Linked DNA regions of Mus musculus: region 2 is linked to region 1. Evidence: chromatin contacts called from public ChIA-PET data. All regions are on one chromosome and are shown on one strand. Each heading gives the region's core, a stretch centred on a gene start, on an enhancer-like site or on the middle of the called end of the contact. The rest is flanking DNA. Distances are from core to core; before and after follow the strand shown. Region 1 overlaps 1700028K03Rik (RIKEN cDNA 1700028K03 gene). Region 2 overlaps Dipk1a (divergent protein kinase domain 1A).

Region 1 (3,636 bases), core at 516-3,015:
CTATTACTTTGATTTACTGAAAAAATAAATATTGAAGAACTTTATAGGGACAAATAAATGTTCCTAGAATTACAAAATTATGTATGAGACATGAACAAAGTTCAGGAGTTAAGTTAGGCTAAAAAAGTCTGGTGATATGGAGGGACAGCCTCCATCTGTGCATGGGGAGTAACAGGTGTGACAGAAGTGATGAAGGAAGGCAGGCATCAGTCTGTGCCCTCTCACTCACAAGCTAGCGACCCTAATGCCGAGCCTGCGCCACAGGGAGACCATCGCAGAATCTCAAATAGTTCTGTTAGGTTTACCATTCTAGCAGAGATTTTAGAAGGCAGGTGATTTCTGAATCATCTAAAAAGGCATGCTGAAAATTATCCAGACTCCAAAGCATTCCTCCTAGTTGAATAGAAAATACTCCAGAAAAAAAAGAGCATTTTTGGTGACTTGTATGTTTGGTTATCATCTGTATGTTTACAAAGAGGTACTCTTTCCATGTTCTTGAGGAGGACAATGATGTTCAGAGAGGTTATATAAAATGTATAAATGCATTCAGTCACTGTGTAATCACACACAGCTTTCTATTGATCGTGTCTTTTTACTTTCTGAACAGCTATTACTAAGCTCAAGTGTCCTTTAAGACAATTCTGATAGTTGGTCCCATTTCAGACACCAGGTATATGCTTGTTTGAATACATTCAGTTAGTTACGGCTCCTCCTGAGGGAGGAAGGTTTCTTCAATAAGAAATAATTGAAGATTTGCTTTAAACTCCCTTTCTCTTATTGATTCTCACTTTGACAGTCATTACAGAACCTTCTGAGTCGCTGAACACTTGCTTGTAAGGTAGTGGTTGTGGAAGGACATGGCACCTCCTGGATACCTGTCCCTGTGCCTCCTATCTTCCTTTAGCTGTTTACTTATATCCTTTGGGATAGCTTTTCTAATAAGCCAGAAAATATTTTCAAAAAATATTCTAGTATGAAAACTTTTTAAAGTTTTCATTCTGTAGTCCTGGATGGTTGTTTCTATAGCCTGGAATGGCCTTGGACTCACCACAGTTCTCCTGTCCAAGCTTCCATATGCTGAGATTATAGATGTGTATCACCACACCTGGCTTGAAAGGTTAACTTTTAAAATAGACTTATGGCAGAAAAAAATTACTGGCCAATGTTTTTCCTTTAAATATTTAGAACAGGTCATTCTGTTTTCTAGAGCATGTCAAAGAAATATCCAAACCATTTTGTTATATACAAATTGTTTGAGGTCCCTGATATTATTGAGCTTGAGGCTCTGTGTAACTTCATCATATTCACCCTTTCTAGGAGTTGCATTCTTGTTGATGGATGCTAAGGAGTGTATGACATCGGCTGAGGAAATATTTGTAACCAAAATTGAGAAGTTTATTAACATTCACCAAAATAGTTTCTTGGTTCTATTTGCTCCACTCCATGGGCCTGAAGAATGGAGTCTCATGTTCAGGATACATCAGAGGTATGGAAGCAAAGCACAGCCAGTCTTTCTTAGTTTTGTTTACTTCAGTTCTTAATGCTTTTAGGCAGTCAAACTTTATAACCTGTTATATGTAACCCAACAGGGCAGACAGGTGTTCCTTAAGTCAGGGTGACCAGAGTTGGTGTTGACATGGGGCCTGCCTATTTTACATAAGCAAAACAAAGTGAGCTCTAAAACCTGGTTACATAGCCACCTCAAATCTTCTAAGGCACAAAGCAGGATGTGACTGAATGAACATGTGTACAGCAGAGCTCTGTCCCCTCCTCGTGCTGCCTGTGACAGCAAACAGCAGTCAGTCAGTTACGTAACCACTTTCTTTTCAGGTTCTTGGGCAGTAACTTACGAATACTTCCTGTACACAACACAGTAAACGCTCTTGACCTTATGTGCACTATAGCCAAGGTAAGCCACCTGGACAAAGGATACTCATACACAAATATGTACATCTTGGCCAGAGATTTTAAGGTTTTGATTTTAAATAAAGTTTTGAGATAATAGAGAATTTCCCCCCTCCATTTGCTTCTTAATGCCCCCCCCCCATGCTCTTTTAGATGTGGCCTCTTTTTGTTACGTGTGTGTTCCTAAATGCATACTATAACCTGTTCAGTCCCAGGCTGACCACTTAGAAGTGAATTACCAATTTGGGAGTTTTCCCTGGGGAAGACCTCTTCCCCTGATCTCAGCATTCCTGGGTTTCCTGTAGTTCTTGTCAGACCTGGGGCTTTTTACTTACATGTTATCATTCCTATTGCTGGTGACTTTTTGAGTCATGTTTAGCCATCTATGTTGAGACTTCATATGTATAGCTTCTGACATTTCTAGGAGACACAATCTCACAGCCAATGCCCTATTCTTGAATCAAAATCTTTCTGACCTCTTTTGCAATGATCACTGAGCCTTAGGTGTAGGAGTTGTGTTGTAGTTGTATCAGTTAAAACTAGTAGGACCCACAACCCTGCATTTTGATTGGTTGTGGTTTTCTGTAATGTTCTTTTCTATTTTGCAGAGACAAGTTTCCTTGATGAGGGGTGAGGACTATACTTACCTGTGGATATGACAAATATTTAAAGTGTAGTTAGGTATACTGCTGGTTTAGTAAAGTGGTGGTTGTATGTTTCCCTCCAAGATCCATGACATCACTAGTCCTGGGTAGTTTTCAGGGTTCCCAGTACAGGCATGATTTCCCTCTTGTTTAGCAGGTCTTAAATCTAATTAGAGACCTGTTCGTTCCTGCTAAGATATGCATGCCACTGCTGTACCCTTAGGGTTATCATGTCATGCTAGTCACTGTTGTGGTTCATAGACATACTGGGTAGGATTGTTGGTTCCTTCCCTCATTTGGAAGCTTGCACCGCCCCTTCTAGGGTCATAAAGGTAGTCTTCAGAAATAAGGACTTACCTTCCACCCGTGGGCAACCAAGAGCAATAGCAATAGCTTCTAATGTTTTGGGAGTCTCTTGGACAACTCTGACAACCAATGCAAAGGAGGGCTTCTCATGTCTAGTGTTGGGTTGTGTTAGATGGCCTATGGCTCTTCAATGACTGTCAGCCCCGGTGGGAAAACTTCATTAAAATTATAGATTTATATACCGACTTAAGTGCAATATAGGTATTTTAAGGTAGACTCTTTATGACTTTTTAAGATACTGTTATTGTTACTAAGGGCTTTTGTTTTTAAATATGTCTTCAAGTTGTGTACCCTCTTGAGGATTGTCAAGCTATCCACCTTCTACTCATTTCTTTCCTGAGCCTGACATCTTCGCAGTTTATTCCTGGTAACCTTGTGAACTGTTCCCCACCAGTTCAGTCTCTTCTCAGGTGGCTTCTCCTTGACAGTGTTCATAGACACGTCAACTTCCCTTCCTAAGTTTTGCACTTGGAAATCCTAGAGCATTTCTCATACTGCATTTTAGGGAGTTACAGTCTGAAATTCCTTGAAGACACAGTTCAGTTACTCTATCACTCTAATTCATACACAATGTTTTGGCACATCCATGTCGAGAGATGTTTGCTGAATTATCATTTGAGGCAGAATTTCATTCTGCAGCCCTGGGTGGCCTAAAATTCTCCATGTAGACAATACTGGCTTCAGTCAAACTCAGACATCCACATGCCTCTAACACCTAAGT
Region 2 (3,749 bases), core at 539-3,038, 380 kb after region 1:
CCACTTACTCAATAAAGCACAACACCACTTCTAGACCAGGCGAGCAGACAAAACACTGTTTCAAGTGAGAATTTTAAAGGTCTTTATGAATAATCATAGTAATACTTAATATTTTAGCCAGGCAGTGCTGGCACACTCCTTTAACCCCAGCACTTGGGAGGCAGAGACAGGTGGATCTCTGTGAGTTCAAGGCCAGCCTGGTCTACAGAGCAAGTTCTTTTTTTTTTTTTTTCCCGAGACAGGGTTTCTCTGTGTAGCCCTGCCTGTCCTGGAACTCACTCTGTAGACCAGGCCTGCCTCAAACTCAGAAATTCGCCTGTCTCTGCCTCCCAAGTGTTGGGATTAAAGGCATGTGCCACCATGCCCGGCTCAGAGCAAGTTCTTAACACTAACCCTGAGTCCCAAATAGCCAGTACTACATAGGAAAACCCTGCCTGATCTGGTGTGTGTGTGTGTGTATGTGTGTGTGTGTGTACACAAGTCTGTAAAAATAAGATTTATCCAGGTATGTTGGTAGAAACCTGTATTCCAGCACTTGGGAGGTAGAGGTAGGAGAATCAGAGGTTCAAGGTCATTGTTAGTTATACTGAGTTGCCAGACAAGGCTATATAAGATCCTGTCTCAAAGAAGAAAAGCAAAGCAAAACAACAACAAAAAGAAAAACAAAAAGAAAGAAAAGCAAAAATTATTCCTTGCACGCCAATGGGCAAAGCTACACAACAGGCTCCCCTTTGCAATGTTTTGTGTGCGCTGCTCTGATATCTGATCTCAGCTGTTGATGCCTTTCTACATCAGCCATAGATCAAGCCATTCAATATTCAAACGTGGCGGTTGGTCAACACAGCCTGATAGTTACTTTTTGGATCTAGAGTTCCAGTGGTTCGATTTAATAAACAGTAGAACTGAGGTCTACAGATAGAACTGAGCAGAATAAATTAAGGATGCACACACACAATGAAAAGCTAGTTTTGCTTTTATATTCCCAAGCCAGTTTCTCACACTTGGAAACAGTAGAATACTGTGAGCAGGATGAGCTTGCAGAGAAAGCAGAAAGAGACTAAAGAGCCATGGTGCACGAGCAGGAGACAGCAAGCTCAAAGGGAAAACACACCCAACTCAGCAAGCACAAAGGGAAATGGTTCTATCTGCAGTTCAGACATCTGTCCTCAAGGGGTTTCACAGATGGTGAATCCCAGTACAAATAATTCAGGCCTTTGAGGGGTTTGTTTGTTTGTTTGTTTGTTTGTTTGTTTTTGTTTTTTGTTTTTTGTTTTGTTTTGTTTTTTCGAGACAGGATTTCTCTGTATAGCCCTGGCTGTCTTGGAACTTACTCTGTAGACCAGGCTGGCCTTGAACTCAGAAATCCGCCTGTCTCTGCCTCCCAAGTGCTGGGATGAAAGGCGGGCACCACCATGCCCGGCTGAGTCCTTTGAGTTTTATTACTAATTGTAAAAGCACTTTTAATGCAAAACATTTTTATATAGCACTAAGTGAATTCACACACACACACACACACACACACACACACACACACACACCACAAAATTAAATCACATGCAACACAATGGACCCAAGAGGCCTGTCTAAAAATCATTTGAGATTACTGGACCTAAGAAGTGTGATCATCAGCTATAAACTGACACGTGCTAGCATTCTGAGCCTCCACTAAGATTAAAGCCTGCAAAGCATGCTGTGCACCAAGCAGACACACACACACACAAAGTCCCCGTGCAAGAAGAGATCAACAATGCTGCCATTGGCTACAGCCGAAAAGGAAGGAAGCTCTGGATCGGATCAAACCTCTAGCTGCAACCACCCGTTCACAGGAAATGGTGGAGACAGCCGGTAGCACTGGCAACCTTGAAGCAAAGGACAGTTTGTGGCAAACTCCAGACTGTGGGAAACATGCAATACAAAGAGACCATTTCTTCAACAATTAAGTCACAAGGGTTAAGTCTAGACAAGGAGAAACTTAAGATTGGAAAATATTTATGAAACACAAGACAAAACCAACGAACAACAAGGAAACCAAAATGTATGCTAACACAGAGTGGGAAGCTATCAGTGCCCCAACCCGGAGGTAGAACTATAGGCAACTAAGCAACGATGAGCAGGGTAGACAGCCTTCTCAGAGTCACATCAAAGGGTTACCCAACACCACACAGTCAACCCTGAAATCAGTTACATAAATGAACCTTATACGGACTGAGCAGGTAGGTTGTAGTTGTATATTTAGGAATATATTATATATGTATGTACAATTTAAGAAAAAGAAGCCATGAATTCGAGGTGTGTGAGTGTGGTCTGGAGAAAGGAAAGGGAAGAAGAAAATGGTATCATTTTAATTTCAAGAAAAACTAAGAAAATGAAGTTTGAAAGTTTGGAAGTCAGCACTTGGGGCACAGAGGCTGACCTTCTTGAGCTCTAGACCAGTCAGGGCTACAAAGTGAGACCATCTCAAAACAAAACAGAATGAAACAAAGGGAAAATGGTATTGGTGACACAAGTCAAAAGTTTTTTTTTTCTGTGTGTGTATGTGTGTGTGGAGAGGTGTGTATTCAAGTGCCACAGGACAAGTGTGGTGGACAATTTGTGGGAATTAATTCTGTACAACCAACATGTGGCACCAGAGGTTGAATTCAGGTCCCCAGTTTGACGGTGCTAAGTCATCACATCCACACGCCTCTCTCCTCTCTCCTCTCTGTCTCTCCCATCTCTCTCCTCTCTTCTCCCTCCCTCCCTCCCTCCCTCCCTCCCTCCCTCCCTCCCTCCCTCCCTCCCTCCCTCCCTCCTTCCTTCCATCAGGTCCTTCCTCCATTCTAATTTTTTGAGTGCTGGGGACCAGACCCAAGGTTCTGTGCAAGCACGTGTCCCCGGAACTAATCCCTAAGCCTCACAAAGTACCACTAATACTTGGGAGACAATTGATAATTTGAAGTGCTGAGGATCACGCAGGAGGAATAATAAATGGTTTTAGAACTCATGGAAAGAATTTGGCTCACCGGTTAGCACAGCCAGGACGGTGTCTCTCAGTTGAGGCATGGTTCTGAGGACATCATGTTGTTGTGCAGTTCTGCTCTGCTTGCTGCCCTCACATCCCTCTTAATCTAAGAATTATGTGAAAACTCTAGGGGGCTTCCAGCCCCTCACTGGGCAGTATCTCTGGCACTCACAGTACTAATCCTTGATCTCTCTCAGGCATTGCTGCTGGAGCAGATTATTATCATTGCACTAGAGAAGAACTTAGAGACCTATTGTGAGCAATGACCACCAGCCTTAAAAAACTTTTGGAAAAAGAATGTTAGTGAAGCTGGGCTGAGATGCTTTTACTACTGGCTTTGATGTAGAACATCTTGGGGAACAATTTGAAGTTCAGAAAGGAACTCTGTTATTAGTTACGCGAGGAGCTTTTACGTTCAGGGACAAGAACAATGGCAGCACTAGCTCACGTGACTCTCTCTGAGGCTGAACTGGTGATGATAAATTTCTTATATCCATTTTTTTTGTTTTTGTTTTTTTGTTTCTTTTGTTTTTGTTTTTTGAGACAGGGTTTCTCTGTATAGCCCTGGCTGTCCTGGAACTCACTCTGTAGACCAGGCTGGCATCAAACTCAGAAATCCACCTGCCTCTGCCTCCCGAGTGCTGGGATTAAAGGCATGCACCACCACGCCTGGCTGATTTTTAAAAAAAAAAATATTTACTTATTTATTTTATGTATGAGTACACTGGAGCTATCTTCAGACAAATCT

What was found. ChIA-PET counts read pairs in DNA pulled down with a chosen protein or histone mark.
Region 2: an RNA polymerase II ChIA-PET map of memory CD8 T cells shows a contact between it and region 1, with 13 read pairs. The contact joins two enhancer-like sites. A contact is called at or near these places in 1 of 115 datasets of contacts at active chromatin or transcription factors (memory CD8 T cells) and 1 of 9 other capture datasets (adipose tissue).

The regions. Positions count from the first base shown.
Region 1 is chr5:107,544,371-107,548,006 of GRCm38.p6, forward strand. It overlaps 1700028K03Rik (RIKEN cDNA 1700028K03 gene), which reads left to right. Exons shown (of 6, transcript NM_182745.3): 4 at 1,318-1,486; 5 at 1,831-1,909. Among named protein-coding and RNA genes, the nearest start is that of 1700028K03Rik, 11 kb to the left of the region's middle. Within about 2 kb of position 1,766, at least 25 of the 459 cell types and tissues checked have an H3K27ac peak or open chromatin away from gene starts, as enhancers often do. A contact at or near this core is called in memory CD8 T cells, where this site is marked.
Region 2 is chr5:107,924,948-107,928,696 of GRCm38.p6, forward strand. The region is part of intron 1 of Dipk1a (divergent protein kinase domain 1A); the gene reads right to left. Among named protein-coding and RNA genes, the nearest start is that of Gm26387, 19 kb to the left of the region's middle. Within about 2 kb of position 1,789, at least 78 of the 459 cell types and tissues checked have an H3K27ac peak or open chromatin away from gene starts, as enhancers often do. A contact at or near this core is called in memory CD8 T cells, where this site is marked.